Regions from separate parts of the Mustela erminea genome. Here region 1 is linked to region 2. The links are chromatin contacts, called in public Hi-C maps. All regions are on one chromosome and are shown on one strand. Each heading gives the region's core, a stretch centred on a gene start, on an enhancer-like site or on the middle of the called end of the contact. The rest is flanking DNA. Distances are from core to core; before and after follow the strand shown. Region 1 has its middle 100 kb from the start of BTG1. Region 2 holds the start of BTG1 (protein BTG1).

Region 1 (7,250 bases), core at 938-3,437, 110 kb before region 2:
ATTAAAATGGCTAATACGACCTTTCAGAAACATGAGGATTTCAGAAAGTGGGAAGTGTTTCGAAAATTGCTTTTGGGAACGTGAAAAGTAATGCTGTGACAAGACCCAGAAACGACTGGGCCGCAGGTTCTCCACCAAAGCCCCGACACCGTGAACTAGGGGGGAAACTGTCAGAGGAACAGAGAGAGCTCATGGTTAGGGCAACCCTACGTCTGGCTTTGCTGGGACATCCCAGCTTATGCCTGCTGTCCATGGACAGCAGTTACGGGCAGCCTCTTTCATTTTCCAAAACGTCCAGGATTGGACAATGAAATACGTGGTTGTCTTACTCAGAGAGAAGTAACATCTGACCGGTCCCACAAAGGAAAGGCGAAGACTGAGAACTGACTGCCTGCTAGTCTATCTGTGTACCCTGAGTATCCCTCAGACTTCTCTCTGCCCTCTGGCGGGCCTGGTTGCCGGGATCGTAGAAAGATAAACAATCTGTGAGTCAATAAATGAACTGGTCATCCACCTAGCTCACTGATCTACATTTCGTTTATCTCTCAGTTCCCAGGAAAAGTGAAATGGTAATTAGGTGATCACGTCACAGAGTCTGGCTTGCTCAGGTATTCCAGAAGGCAAATTTAGATTCAGAGAGACCCAGTGGAAAGTGAGTTGATGACTCTCTGTCAGCCAGGCCTCAGATTCCCAGGCCTGCGAAAAGGGCCTCGGACTGCCAAATGCTGGCCAGAAAGAGACCCTTGACGAGAGCCTCCTTGCCCCATAGCCCAGCACCCCTCAGATGAGGGTAGCCGTGGTAGCTAGACATAGCCAACTGGCCAAGAATGTCCTACCTTGCTGCTAGTAAGATAAGCCTTTCTTTCTCAGGACCAAGAACTCAGCTTCAGTGACTCAGTGTCCAGCAACTTAAGCACCTGCCCGTCAGATCCAGAGTCCCAGGAGTCAGCCGTACAGCAGGCCCTGGTTCCAGAGCCAACCTGAGGAGGAGGGGAATGAGAAGCCAGCAACAGCTGACAGCCTGAGAGATCAGACAGTTTCTGCGGGATGGGCACTGAGCCCTTCCGTGACTAACAGCCTTGCTCACCCCAGCCTCCTCTCCCGGCGATCCCTTCACATTCCAGAACAAACTGCTCTGTTTCCAGAAGGCGTCAGAGTTCCCCTCCTCTCAGTGCCTTTACATCTACTCCAAGCTCTAATCCGGTCTCAGCACAGACATGCTTTCCTCCAAGGAACCCTCCCTGAACACCCAAATTGAAATTCAGGGGTCCTTCTTAAACATCCACTCTGTGTTTCCCACTGTCAGAGAGCTCATCCCACCTGGTTATAACTATCTGTTTACTTATCTATAACCTCTACTAATTATAACCCATTTGATGTTAAGAACTGTCTTGTTCTTTGCTTCCCTTCCCCCCTGCCCGCGACTATAGCAGAAACTCAAAGAGCCTAACTTGAATGAATGAATGACTAGTTTCACTTTGGTGGCAGGGCCATGGGGGATAATGACATGAATAATAGCACCTGAGAATTAAATAAGTAAGCACTTACTCCAAAAGTGCTTTTGGAGTTACGAAGAGCATCTAATACTTCCATCAGGTCATGATTTCTAAGTCACCCACCAGGGACCAGACATTTTGCTTGCAGCATTATTGTGAAGATTAAATTGGATAAAGCGCATATTTGATGTTTAATAAATAGTAGCTGATGGTATTATATAACTTAAGCCTCCGTACAATCTCGTGCTGTGAGTAAGAACACCTGAGGGAACGGAGAGGTTAAAGTGACTTGACAGAAAATGGTGAAGTCGAGAGGCCAAGTAGTATGTCTTTTCATCTTTTTGCTATAACGTGTCACCTCTCTGAAATGGAAGGAAGGAAGGAAAGGGAGGAGGGAGGAAAGGAAAGAAGGTATGGAAGGAGGTAAGGAGAAATTAAAAAGGAAAAAAGGAAGAGGGCTTGAGATATTTTTCTTTTACCCCTCCATAATCTTAATCTTTGTACGTCTTCAAATGAGTATTATTGCATTGCTTTTCGTAGAATATCCCAGCTCCAACTGTTATAGGTATGACTGAAAAAGGAAAATTACAAAAATGACCCGTATCTCTGATCTAACTGAGCCGGGACATTGCTAGGACATAACAAGCATGTGGAGACTGAAGCCCTGCCCACTGGCCCCTCTTGCCAGTGTGTTCGGTAGGAGATCCAGCAGCTGTTGGCTTCCTCCTGACTCTGGCCTTGCTCGGGCTTGCTGGAGTGAGTCACACCGCCCCTGCAGAAGACGATGAGACAGAATGCTTATCCAAGTATTTTAGCAAATGGAAGTTATGGACCTATATAAAGAGTCCTGGAAGTTTGCATGAAGGTAAGGAAGGAGGCATCGTCAATGAGCTGCTTAACCTTGGTTTACGAACAGCCTTTCTCTACAGACAGCAAGCAGAAAAAGTAGATAGCATCCACACACTCTCTAACACCAGAAATTGTAGTGGAAAACACTGGAAATTATAATGGAAAATTTATCAAGCCAGATCAACACCAAAAAAAGGAAACCAATAACTAAAAAAATGCTTCCCCATCAGTGATATAATCCAGAGAACTCAAAAAGACTATACGTTGAGTCTCATGTTTTCTTTATGGACGTTTCCTTGGATGAGTCTAAGAGGATATATGGCATCTGATACAGAACCATCCTGGTCAGACTACTGAAAAACTATTTCTTCCCTCAGAGAATAGATACTAAGTGCCAGGCACTACACAAAATATTAGGATTAAATTGTGAACCAAACGTTTGGTAATAACCTCTCTGTCATGGACTGTATAGTTTGGGGTGAGAACAGATCATCAAATAATCACAGAAAATATAGGTGAGTATAGAGGTGCCTAGGTTGGTCAGTTGGTTAAGCATCTGCCCTCTGCTCAGGTCATGACCCCAGGATCCTGGGACTGAGTCCCTCATCCGGCTCCCTGCCTAGTGGGGAATCTGCTTCTTCCTCTCTCTCTGCCACTCCTCCTGCTTGCGGTGTCTCTCTCTGTCTAATAAATAAAATCTTAAAAAAAAAAAAAAAAAAAAGAAAGAAAAAGAAAATACAGGTAAGCATAAATTCTAACATTCTTATCAGAGAAAATAATTTTTTATTATATAATGAACACATTTTTAAGAACAAGATCTAATTGAAATGTTGTCTATAATAAACACAAAGTTGCCAATAAGTTCCAAAAAAAAAAAAAAAAGCCTGCTAGGTTAATGAAGAAAAAAAAATATTTGTAAATGTAGACAGTGCCCTCTAAGGCAGTGAACTTTCTCATGCAATTCTTTCCAAGAAGTAAATCATTCGGACACTTACGGCTACTACATATTATTTACTTTGTGAGGACGGGTGAAGTAAGACTACACTCACTACTCATTTTATTTCAGAGAATTGCGAAACTTTTGAGTTGGGTAGGGTTTGAAATTAAATTTTATTCTCCGTTATTTCACAGATGAAGAAATCAAGACCAAGAGAAAGCAAGTGACTTGCTCAACATCACACAAGTAGACACATCAAAGCTGGAAGTGAAATTCAGGTTTCCTCATTTCAGTGTTCTTGACCCCAAACCAAGTTGCAATAAGCCCTTTACTCTTTGTGTAAGGGTGCCAATTACTAAAGAGGGGTCATAGTTTGCTTCTAAACATTTTCTCAGTCTCTCTCATTCTCTCCCTCTCCCTCCTTCCCTGTCTCACTCACTCACTCTCTCTCCCTTTCCCTGATTCCTCTGTCTCTCTCTCTCTTTCACACACACACACACACACACACACACACACACCAATAAAATGATAAGCTTAAGGCAAAAGCTATAAAATAAATAGTAACTTGGCTTTCCACTACTAATGTTACATAGCAAACAGACAAAATACGCATTCTTTGTTAACTCAGCCCCTAAAAGAGGCTTTTAGACAAAGCCCAGTCTATGATCCAGATGCTTTGCTGTCTACTTGTGGGTTTGTTTGATTTTATACAGAAAACCCTTTAGTGTTTAAACATAAAAGCCTAAATTGAACAGACCGGAACTCTTTCAAGGACTCAAAATAAATATTATATTATTATACTTAGGCTTTGGCAAGAAACACTTTTTTCCAAGGTGACATTCATGTCACATTCCATAGTGTGGTTATTTGGAATTTACCTTAGCAACTTAACTGTATTTCATTTACTCAAACAGCATAACCTCAGGTGATTAAGAAAAAAAGCTAATGCAAAAACACAAATTTTCAGTATAAATTTCTTCAAAAGCAAGGTACAAATTTGATATGTATTATCTACATTCTAGAGCTAGAGACATTTTTAGATCTGAAATTTGGCATCGTCATAACTTGAATCATCTGGCTTGAAGCAAGGACACGGATGAGACGCCAGAAAACCTACTCCACCTACCACTGTACATGTCTTCTCGTTAGCGCTAGCCAGTTGTGAAAATTCAACCAGGCACTTGTTTTTCTAGGTCTAAATTTTCTCATGTAAACAATGAAAAATCTGGAAGAAATTACCCTGTTAGTCCCTTGCAGCAGCAAAATACCCTGTTCCTTTGGGTTCTCATTTTTATTATTTGCCCCCAAATCTAAACAAGACAACACACGTCCCAGAGACAAAGAGATCTGGCAAAAAGAGAATACACATAGCAAAGGAGGCTCCAGGTAAAATCAAAAAGTGCACATGAATCACACATGGGCCCTAGTACACAGATCATATACATTATGAGAAAAACGGTCCAAGTGAGAGCCCAGATGTCTGATGTCTCTTGAGAGGTTGGTACAACCATACTCTCAAAATATAGACCTTGAGTTGTGAAAAGCATTAAATAGATCTTTCTGTTTTCTTGTCTTTTTAAACAAACTACTGTTGTTTATATACTGATCAGTTTTCCTGAATTTACATGAATGATCATTTTGGAATTGTGAGTGTGTTAGAGATGAGTTGGAAGAGCATTACGTTTAGGTCTGCCACACTTTGTAACATGCCTATATGACATATAACACAAGAACATTAACCTCAACGTTAACTCTGATGCTGAAAATGCCTAAAATGAAATTTTATGAATTAACTTTTATTCCAAGATTTTGCACTATAATTTCAAAGATGGAATTCCATGGCAAAAGCAATAATTGACCCCAATAAATGAGAACAATTTACCTTAAAGCACACAGACATACATGTTTAGAAATCACATTTTTTTTAATAAAAAATAACTTCCTTGTAGAATACTAATTATTTCTTCCATTGATTCAAATATGAAACAAAAATTGATAATGCAGTTCTAGAAAACGGGGTGATTGCCAATTTGAAGTGTGTTAAAGGAAAGCATCCATTTCCCTGAAGGAACATACAGAATCCTTTCAAGACAAGTACACTTACAGAAAACTGTTTTGGACAACACTGTTTCCATTGTAAGCTTCTGGCTCTTTCATATTAATGTCTTTACAGATGCCCTTAGTACCAGAGGGATGTCAATACTGGAAATGCATTCTTTGCCACTCGGCAGAGTATACATAGTAAATAAATATCAGAGTTAAGATTTCAGTGTTAGTTTTTATCCGTAGGGGACTAAAAAGATAGACGTTTACCTTCAGGTCGGATTATACTAAACAACAACAAAAAAGGATAAACAGATCTAAAACAAATGAACAAAAAAGGACAAAAACCAAGGGGAGGAAGACCAAATCAAAAGTTATTTTTGAAACAGCATAGCAATGGTAGATGAGCTGGTTAGCTGTGATAATAAGTTAAACAAGTAAATAAGTATATGTAATAATACATACATAGATAAAACCAGTCATACAGATGCACACACACACATATATATATAACAGCACTGGAAAACAAGAGTGATGTCAATACCAAAGATGTGAGATAATCATAAAAGATATACTGTATTTCTCCAAAGAAGACACACAAACAGCCAATAAAACCATGAAGAGCAGTAACTGTTACCATAATGCAAATCAAAACCACAAGATGCCACGTCATCCCCCAAAACAAAAGCAAAACAAAAATCAGTAGTAATGAGGATGTGGAAAAACTGGAACTTCTGTGCTTTGCTGGTGGGAATGTAAAATGGTACAGCTGCTATAGAAAACTGGAGAGTGGGTCCCTAAAAAAAAATTAAAGAATTTTTTAAAAAAAGGTATAACACAGATGGGATAAATTCTTGGTGAAACAAAGCCAGAGAACACCATACTGGACGGAAGCAGAGCAGAGATAAGAGTGATTATGGGGAACTTCAGATGGAGGAGGTCAAGAAACAATTGTCATCTTGATTAAGGGGAAAATGCATGTTAGAGAGACTAGGTGTGCCACCTCCTGATATACTGAGACAGAGAGGTCAGCCAGTGCCGACAGGCTCAGACAGGTGAGTGTGGGCTCGGAGACCAAAGAGTTGGGGCCATTCATTGTCACAGGTAGCTAGAGACACCTCTGAGACAGCTAGAGTTTCAGACCTCTTTAAAGGATGTCTTCTTCTACCCTCATAATCACTGGAGAGAAACTCCTGCAATCTGAACCAACTTCACCAAAAAAACTAAGAAGCCAAGATAACGAAAAAATTGTGGTGTAAGAAGAGGGTTCAGGGAGGAAGATAGATGATAGATAAATCATGTATTAAGTTTTAATCACTTTGATGTATCAAATATCAATAATATAAAAAAGTTATTTTTTTACTGATTGTAATTTAGACCAAAAATTACAGATGATCCCGTGTGGGAAAGTGGTGAGGCACAAGGAAATGAAAAAAACATGAAGATTCTCATTTTGTTTGCCAGGAGTTCACAAATGCTGATGAGCTCTAGTTATCATCAGAAACTAATTGTGCTTAAAGATTCATCTTAATAAATATAAAACTTCTGGCTAAACATAGTGGATGAAATACACATATTTATTTTATTTTCATTTGAAAGGCTACTAAAATTTGCAAGGAAATTAAGCACACATACACAAACACTTTAAACCAATCACAGCAAAGAGAATTAGAGAAGAAAATGATAGCAAATGAGGTGTATAAAAATGAGAAGAAAGAAAACAATTGGGTACATAGTAACTGACTCAACAGATCAAAGAAAACTGAATTTTATGCCTGAAGAGAGGGAATATTGACAGAAAATAAGCCAATGTGTGCAGAAGAAACCCAGCCTGGAGTTAGGAATTTGAGGTTCCTAGTATCCCTGAAAGTAAGAATGGAGGGTGGAACTGAGGAAGGGAATCACAGAAAAGTGTGGATCGGTGG
Region 2 (7,107 bases), core at 3,971-6,470:
AGCTTAGTTCGGTTAGGAATACAAACTATTTCACTACCAAAGTTTTTCATACTGTTACATTTCAAACATAAAAAATAAAGTATTGTTGTATTTTAGCAGCTGCCAAGTACAAAAGTTCAGGTACAGACTGAGTGGGGGACTAAACACTGTGCATGCAGTCCCTACACCTTCAGATAGAGAAGAAATCTATTGCTTCAAACAAGCTGAAATAAACTGTTGATAAATTCTCCCCCTGGCTTATCAATAACATCTTACCACATTAGCTGAAACAGGGGTGCAAAGGGGAGAGGAATGATCTTTAAACTTTAATATATAGTACAGCACTTTAACCTTTAGTTACTAAACACCAGAATAGTCAGGAATACTGCTTCCTTTTAACATGAAGGCCAATTCCAAGATCTGTAACATAAATACAAAACAAAACTACTTCCAACTGGTAACCGTGACTTGAGGAAATCATCTGTGCAACAGGACCAGGAAGCGATTTTCTAGTGGCCTTTCCAGTCTAATAATATAGAAATCTTGCCAATTAAGGGTACAGACAGACAAGTGACTCCCATTCCAGACTGAAGGGGACGACAGCCCCATTATCCTGCTTGAACTAGGGTAAGCCTTGCTTCAGCATTATTGAGCAAGACAGTACTTACATCTGGGGTTAAGGAAATAATTTTAAAACTACTCATTAAAATTCAGAAAGTATCATTCCTCAACGTATTGCCAGTAATTATGAACCCTTGGTGCGAATGGCAATGAATGCTTTTGAAAGGATTTCTTAGAAACTATCTCAGGCAGTGTAAAAAGTCTTTTCAGTGATCACTATTACATTTCTTAAAAGCACACAGAAATGTGCTTTTACACATAGGCAGGTCTGGGACACACCTGCGTGTGCATACAGCAGACACTCAAATGTTTCCATCCAAATAGCTAGGCAGAACACTGACCGGAAGCAATGAACGAGAAACCCCAGCTACTGTACCATAGACAATTGTCTGGGGAATATGAGGTTAAATTAAAGTCACAGCTAACAGCCGGAAGCTAGGTCTCGGTGATGCTTGCAAGATTTTTAAAGCACAACTTAACAGCTCTTTACATACCAGACATCACCTGAACTCTAAAATGTTTATTAAGTTCTCTTCCTACTGCATTTCTTTTTAAGCACTGAAAAGTCTGATGTCAAAATCTTCAAAAATTATTTTCCATCTGAGGACAGGTTCTAGGACACAAGTTTTAGGTACTAGAATTTATTCCTCAACTCTCTGGATCCTTGGCCTTCAGGTCCAATGATTTAGTATGCAGAACTTTAAGCACCACGGGGCTTCAGAGGAGATGCGGTTGGCAAATAGTGGTCAGAACTGGGGTGAAGACTGGGTAGACTGTACTACCAGTTATTTCATTGCACATTCAAATCTGAAAAACTGGGAGGCTTTCTCGAAGAACACACTGAAAAATAAAACCGTAATGGGCAAGGGGGTTCGATGGGCTGTAGTTATAAAGCAAATACCCAAGAATGACCTGTGAGGTACACGCACAGTTTGTATTCTAAACACCTGCACATTCAGCTGTGTATTCCTATGTAGTCTACAGAATCAATCATTCATCAATCCCCAAATCTGGCTCTACTGCTTTCAAGTAACCTAAATTGCTAAATATTTCCACTGTGAGCATGTTTACATAAATACCTCCCTAAAAAGCCACTATATGCTAAGTTACTTAACTGTGTAAAGGAGAACTCAAAATTCCCCATTTTCAGTTTCCACGGAAGAACCATGTTATCCTCTACGACCAAAGAATTACCAACAAGTTTTTATCATACGGGGTAGTGGGGTAATCTATACTCCCGCACTCTATTTTAGGTTCTTAGAATTTATCTGAAAGAAGTCCAAAGAGGAGGAATCAAAAACTCACATTTCAACTTTTGAGAATAAAAATTCAAACGTACCTTTCGTTGAATTCCAGCTTAAGTGATTTTTATGTAATCTTGCAGCTGATGAAAAGCAAAAAGCAACCAATCTCTGCAGTGATTAGCCTGTTCTTTAAGACTATGGGTCATCTACCCCAGGACTTTCTAATGGAACAAGGATTCCATGGGGCAAAATAATGGTTTCTCAAAGATGGGCAGAATGGAACATTTAGATCTTCACTTCAACAGGGAAGCAATGACACGCAATCCTTTTGAGTATCACTTTGTCTGGTAGAGGCTACCTTTGTCTCTCATCCTCATTTCACGAGATAAGCCTGGCAATGTGTCCATGTTTTGACTTTATAGATAAAAAAAAAAAGTTACCCTGTGTTTCCTCTAACACCTAAATATGTATACACAGATCATCTTCACTCCTATCAAATGTTTTTCAGCATGACCAATGTGCAACTGACATTCATATAGCTTATTTGACCTAAGTCTTCTGAGAAACGTATCTTTTATAGCTGAACCTCTATAATCATGACAAGAGATTGATTAAAATGCCAAGATAAGAAACAATTTATTATAGAGAGAAGAAAAATTTCTCATCCAAAATATAGAAATCTGTACAACTTTGCCACAATCAATATACATGAACTGTACAAATTTACACCAGTTCATAATTTACCAAATAAAAGATGACTAACAAAGTTCACAAAATAGATGGTGGTTTGTGGAAAAGACTTTTACCCAATTAAGTACAAGGAAAGTTACAAACCAGACCTCCACTTTCTAAAAATAAGAAGTTTACTCAGTCTTAGAAAACTACAAGCTAGCAAATGTACAGAGAGCTGGCTGGTGCTATCACCACAGTTGAGACAGTGTCTTTTTAAGGGTCTTTTTTAAAGCCTGTTGCCATGGCAGATTCTGGTCACTTGCTACTCTCAAGGCCAAAAACACAATACAAGGTCTGACCATTTCCCCAGGTCATGCTTACTAGGTTTGTCTTATGTACATTTATACATATTTAAGTGCTAGGTAAAAGTCTTGTCAAAATTTCCAGTACTACCACATTTAAAATGTTGAGCTTTCCTATTGAGCTGCCAAAAAAGTTAACAATTTTCAAGTGTTATAGTGCAAATTTCCTCTGCAAGATCTACTGCAGAGAAAGGTTCTTTGAAATACAGATTTGCCTTAAAGGGGTTGATGGAAAAAATTTAGGTGTAACATCTGGGAGAAACTGAAACCACCCTAGGACTTCACTCCCTAGCAAATAAAGCGATCGTTTACTTGGACTCACAGGCTATTAAATCATTGAAAGGTACTGTCCAAACTATGGCACTGTCACTTTAAAAAAATTTTTTTTTTTTTACCACTCTATCTTGTGCCAGATCTTCACAGCTGTGACATGGTTTAAATTCCATAATCCATCCCCAAGAGGAGCCCACCCAAAGCAAAAATCAAATTTATCCATCCATTATAAGATGATCCATCCATAGACTATATCTTAACCTGATACAGTCATCATATTGTAGTTTTTGGAAGGGCTTGTTCTGCCCAAGAGAAGTTCCTCCTTACAGCTGATTCTGCTGTCTACCATTTGCACGTTGCTGCTGTTTTGAGTGCTACCTCCTGCTGGTGAGGCTTCGTACAGCACGCAGATGGAGCCATCCTCTCCAATTCTGTAGGACACTTCGTAGGGGTCAACCCAGAGTGTGAGTTCACTTGGGAGAAGCCTGAACAGCTCCTGACTGCTCAGTCCAATCCGCTGTGCTGCCTGTCCAATCAGAGGATCCATTTTATGGTTGATGCGAATACAACGGTAACCTGATCCCTTGCACGGCTTTTCTGGGAACCAGTGATGTTTATAATGTTCTATAGGGAAGAAAGAAAAGAACAGAACAGAGAAACAACGCTTTAGATCGTTACTGTTAGAGCCCGCTGTAGCTTCTTTCTTCCGCTGGCTCTTCTGAGAAGTGAGAAATTTAAACTATCAACTTTTAAAAAATGCCCAGCATTGCTCTCGCTGCTGTGCGTGTGCGGGGCTGCGGAGAGAGCGGGCAGGGCTTTAGAAATAACACAGTAGCATGGGACAAAACAATCTCCAGGAACCAACCGGTCAAGCCGCCAGAACAGAATCCGGCGCGCGGCCTCGGCAGGCCGGGCAGCCGGATGGCACCGGCGGCCAGGCGGGAACCTGTTTACTTTTCTCCACCCCACCCCAGCCCAGCCGCACACAATGGGGTTTATGGCTCTGCAGGAGAAGCGCCACCGGACTGTTATCCCCAAAGGGAAGAAAAACAAGCAACCCTAAACCACGCTCTGGGCTGGGCTGTAACTGAACCGGTGACAAATCCGATGATTAATGGTCAGAGGTAGGAGGCGCGGGGAGACGGCACGTCCGTCCCGGGCTGGCCCCGGGGCAGCGGCGCGGTTTCCCACCCCCGGGCCCGGCCGCCGAGCCCACAACGGCTGGAGGGGGTTGGGGGAGGGGGCGTCGAACCAACCCCGGCCCCACAGCTCCTTTGTCCCCAAAACCGCGGACGGTCCGAGGACCGCAGCTCCCGCCTCAGTGGCCGTAGTTTCTTTGTTGTGCGCCTGTTTCCTTCTCCCCTCCGTGGGCCAGCCGTGGGGGGAGGGGGCGCCCTCGGCCCAGCCCCCAAACCCTCGCCAGGACCCGCCGTTAGCGGCCGCCTGGCGCGCCAGCCCCGGTCCCGCGGCGGGACCCGAGCGCTGCCCGCCCGGGGCAGAGACGCGGCTCCCGTGGCCCGACGGCTCGGCCCGCCTCCCGCCCGGGGTGTACGGTCCGTGTCCGCCCGGCGCCCCTCGCCCTCCCGCCGCGGCCGGCTCACCTGCCAGCAGCTCCTGGAGGCTCTGGCTGAAGGTCTGCAGCTGTCGTTCGCTCGTGAGCCCCTTGGTGCGGAGGAACTTGGAGATGAAGGACACGGCTGCGGCGATCTCGCCTATCATGGTGGCGGCCCGGGTGTAGAAGGGATGCATGGGGGCGGCGGGCGGGGGCGGCCCGGGGCGGCCGGGGCTCGGCGGCGCGGCCCCGACGGCGGAGCGGCCACCCCGGGCTCCCTCGCAGGTGAGAGGGCTGAGAGGAAAAGAGGGCGGGAGGGGCGGACAGCTACTTTTTTTCTCCTTTATAGTAAAAAAGTTATTTTCACGACAGGAGGCGGCAGGCGAGAGGAAGAGACGAGCGACGGCGGCCTGGTCACATCGCTCGGACTTCCCCAGCCGCCTCCGCGTCCAGCTCCCCAGCCTCCGAAGCTCCCAACAGTTGCATTTCCAGCTCGGAGGGGCGAAGAGATGCTGGCGCCGTGCAGTAGCTTTTATAGCGCCGCGGAAAGGAAGTGGCGTAGCTGGAGTATGACGGCCGACTCCAGCCAATCCGCAGATCGCACCATTGTGACGCACCAGGTTCGGAGCCGGAGGGGGCGGGAAAAGAGAGCAGGGGGCGGATGCGGAGACAGGGAGGAGAGGGAGGAGCTGACGTAATCCGCTTGTAAACAAATAAACTCCAGAGCGGCGGCCGGAGACCGGCGGGCTGTGGCCAGGGGATCGAGCCGAGCGGGGGTGCGCGTGTGAAAGCCCCGCCCCCAGCTCTAGCCCCTCCTTCCCGCTTCAGCAACTCCGGGCCCAGCGCCAGGGCATCCTCTGCGAAAGTGCGCTGCCTGGGCTCGCGGGCGGGGAGGCTCGGTGCTGGGCAGATAAAAGCCGCCCTGCTCAGGCTGTCCGCGCGCGCGGATTCGGCTGCAGGTCCGCGCCGCCGGTCCACTCGCGCGCTGGGTGTTTGTATCCCTTGTATCCCGTTCCCGCTCCGGTCTGAGAGGATGGATCCCCAAGCTGGAGGCATGTGCGGAACAGGGCGGTTCGGGTCCCCGTGCGGAAGGTGCGGAGGAAGTGGAGTAAGGGGACCTTTGCGGGTCTTTCTGCAGAGCCCAGGGAGCCGAGGTCTCCTAGCAGAGGCGCTGCCAACTCCACGGAGCCCTTCCTGCTCCACCTTCGGGAAGGAGTGGGGGATGTCTTTGTGAAAGTTTAACTGCAAAATAAAGAAAAGGCTAGTAAGCCTTTTGTGGTTGCTGTTTAGTAGCTTCTGGAGGCAAACGAGAGGAGTGGAGAACTTAGAGAATCCAACTTAGTGCTGATAGGAAAGCCTGCTATTGAAGATAAATGTAGTCACGCGGATTCCGTGAAGTTTAAGCTTTATTAGAGGGGGAAAGTTGTTTAATGCATTTTACACCGTTTAAACCCTAACCAGAGATTCTTTTTTTATAGTCCGGTAACTGTCGGGCCCTTAGAGTTCTGCTGCTCATTATAAAAACAAGAAAATAAAGATTAGAGTTGGAGCTTGTGAAAGTATTAGTCGTAGACATTTGAGTTTACTGGAAACCTTACTTGCAAAACTAGAAAACAAAACAAAACAAAACACAATCGTATTATGGCTTGAGACTGCTAAAACGATTAAGCCCAAGAGTGGGTTAACCCTAACTCCATTAAGGAGGAGGGGAAAAAAAAAAAAGATAGTGAGTCGGGCAGATGGAGAAAGCAAACAAGAGGCAGAAGTTGAACTCTACCAGATGGAAATAAATACCCTGAGTTTAGTTTCATCAGTATTGCAAAACACACCACTTTGAGGTGTGTGTGTGTGTGTTTAAAAAATACTGCACCAAAAAAGTATAGAAATGAAGCAAAAGCAGGATGTTATAAAGCAGAGGAAGAAAACGTTTTATTGTTTAAATGAAATATGCAAAACTGGGTTTGAAAGAGCTTGCAGATTTTTTTTCATTCATACACAGTAACTAGTTACATGTGAACTAAGTTAAATACTTTTAAGATGGTATTGTTAAAAGCATTGAGTTTTGTGAACATCTTAATTTTTTTGGTTGAGTACCTCAAAAATAATTGTAAATAAGGCACATTTGTTTCCTCTTAGGACTTTTCAGAAAGAGCCGTGCTTAAAATAAACGTCATGGTAATTCACTGAGGACTTCAAACCTCTTTTACTACTCAAAAGGGAGACAGGGAAACAGAAGTAAATTCTGAAAATCGCCGGAGCCCTAGCACAAGATCTTCTGATATCCCTAACTCCACCCACCCTTAATCTCTGGCTCTTCTCTTTTCTTTCACCTTATCAGTCATTTGAGCATTAGATGATAAATCAAATGAAGGTTTTTCTGCTCCAAGCCTGGTCTCCAACTTGG

The links. Hi-C and Micro-C count contacts between places; a contact is called where the count stands out from the background.
Region 1: a Hi-C map of skeletal muscle shows a contact between it and region 2, with 10 times the contacts expected there. The contact joins the enhancer-like site here to the promoter of BTG1 in region 2. A contact is called at or near these places in 3 of 3 Hi-C or Micro-C datasets (fibroblasts, skeletal muscle and spleen).

What each region holds. Positions count from the first base shown.
Region 1 is chr6:27,830,743-27,837,992 of mMusErm1.Pri, reverse strand. No RefSeq gene overlaps it. Among named protein-coding and RNA genes, the nearest start is that of BTG1, 100 kb to the right of the region's middle. Within about 2 kb of position 2,187, the one cell type or tissue checked has open chromatin away from gene starts, as enhancers often do. A contact at or near this core is called in fibroblasts, where this site is marked.
Region 2 is chr6:27,728,572-27,735,678 of mMusErm1.Pri, reverse strand. It overlaps BTG1 (protein BTG1), which reads right to left and starts at 5,220. Exons shown (of 2, transcript XM_032346784.1): 1 at 4,753-5,220; 2 at 2,456-3,775. The coding sequence starts at 4,900. The coding sequence ends at 3,408.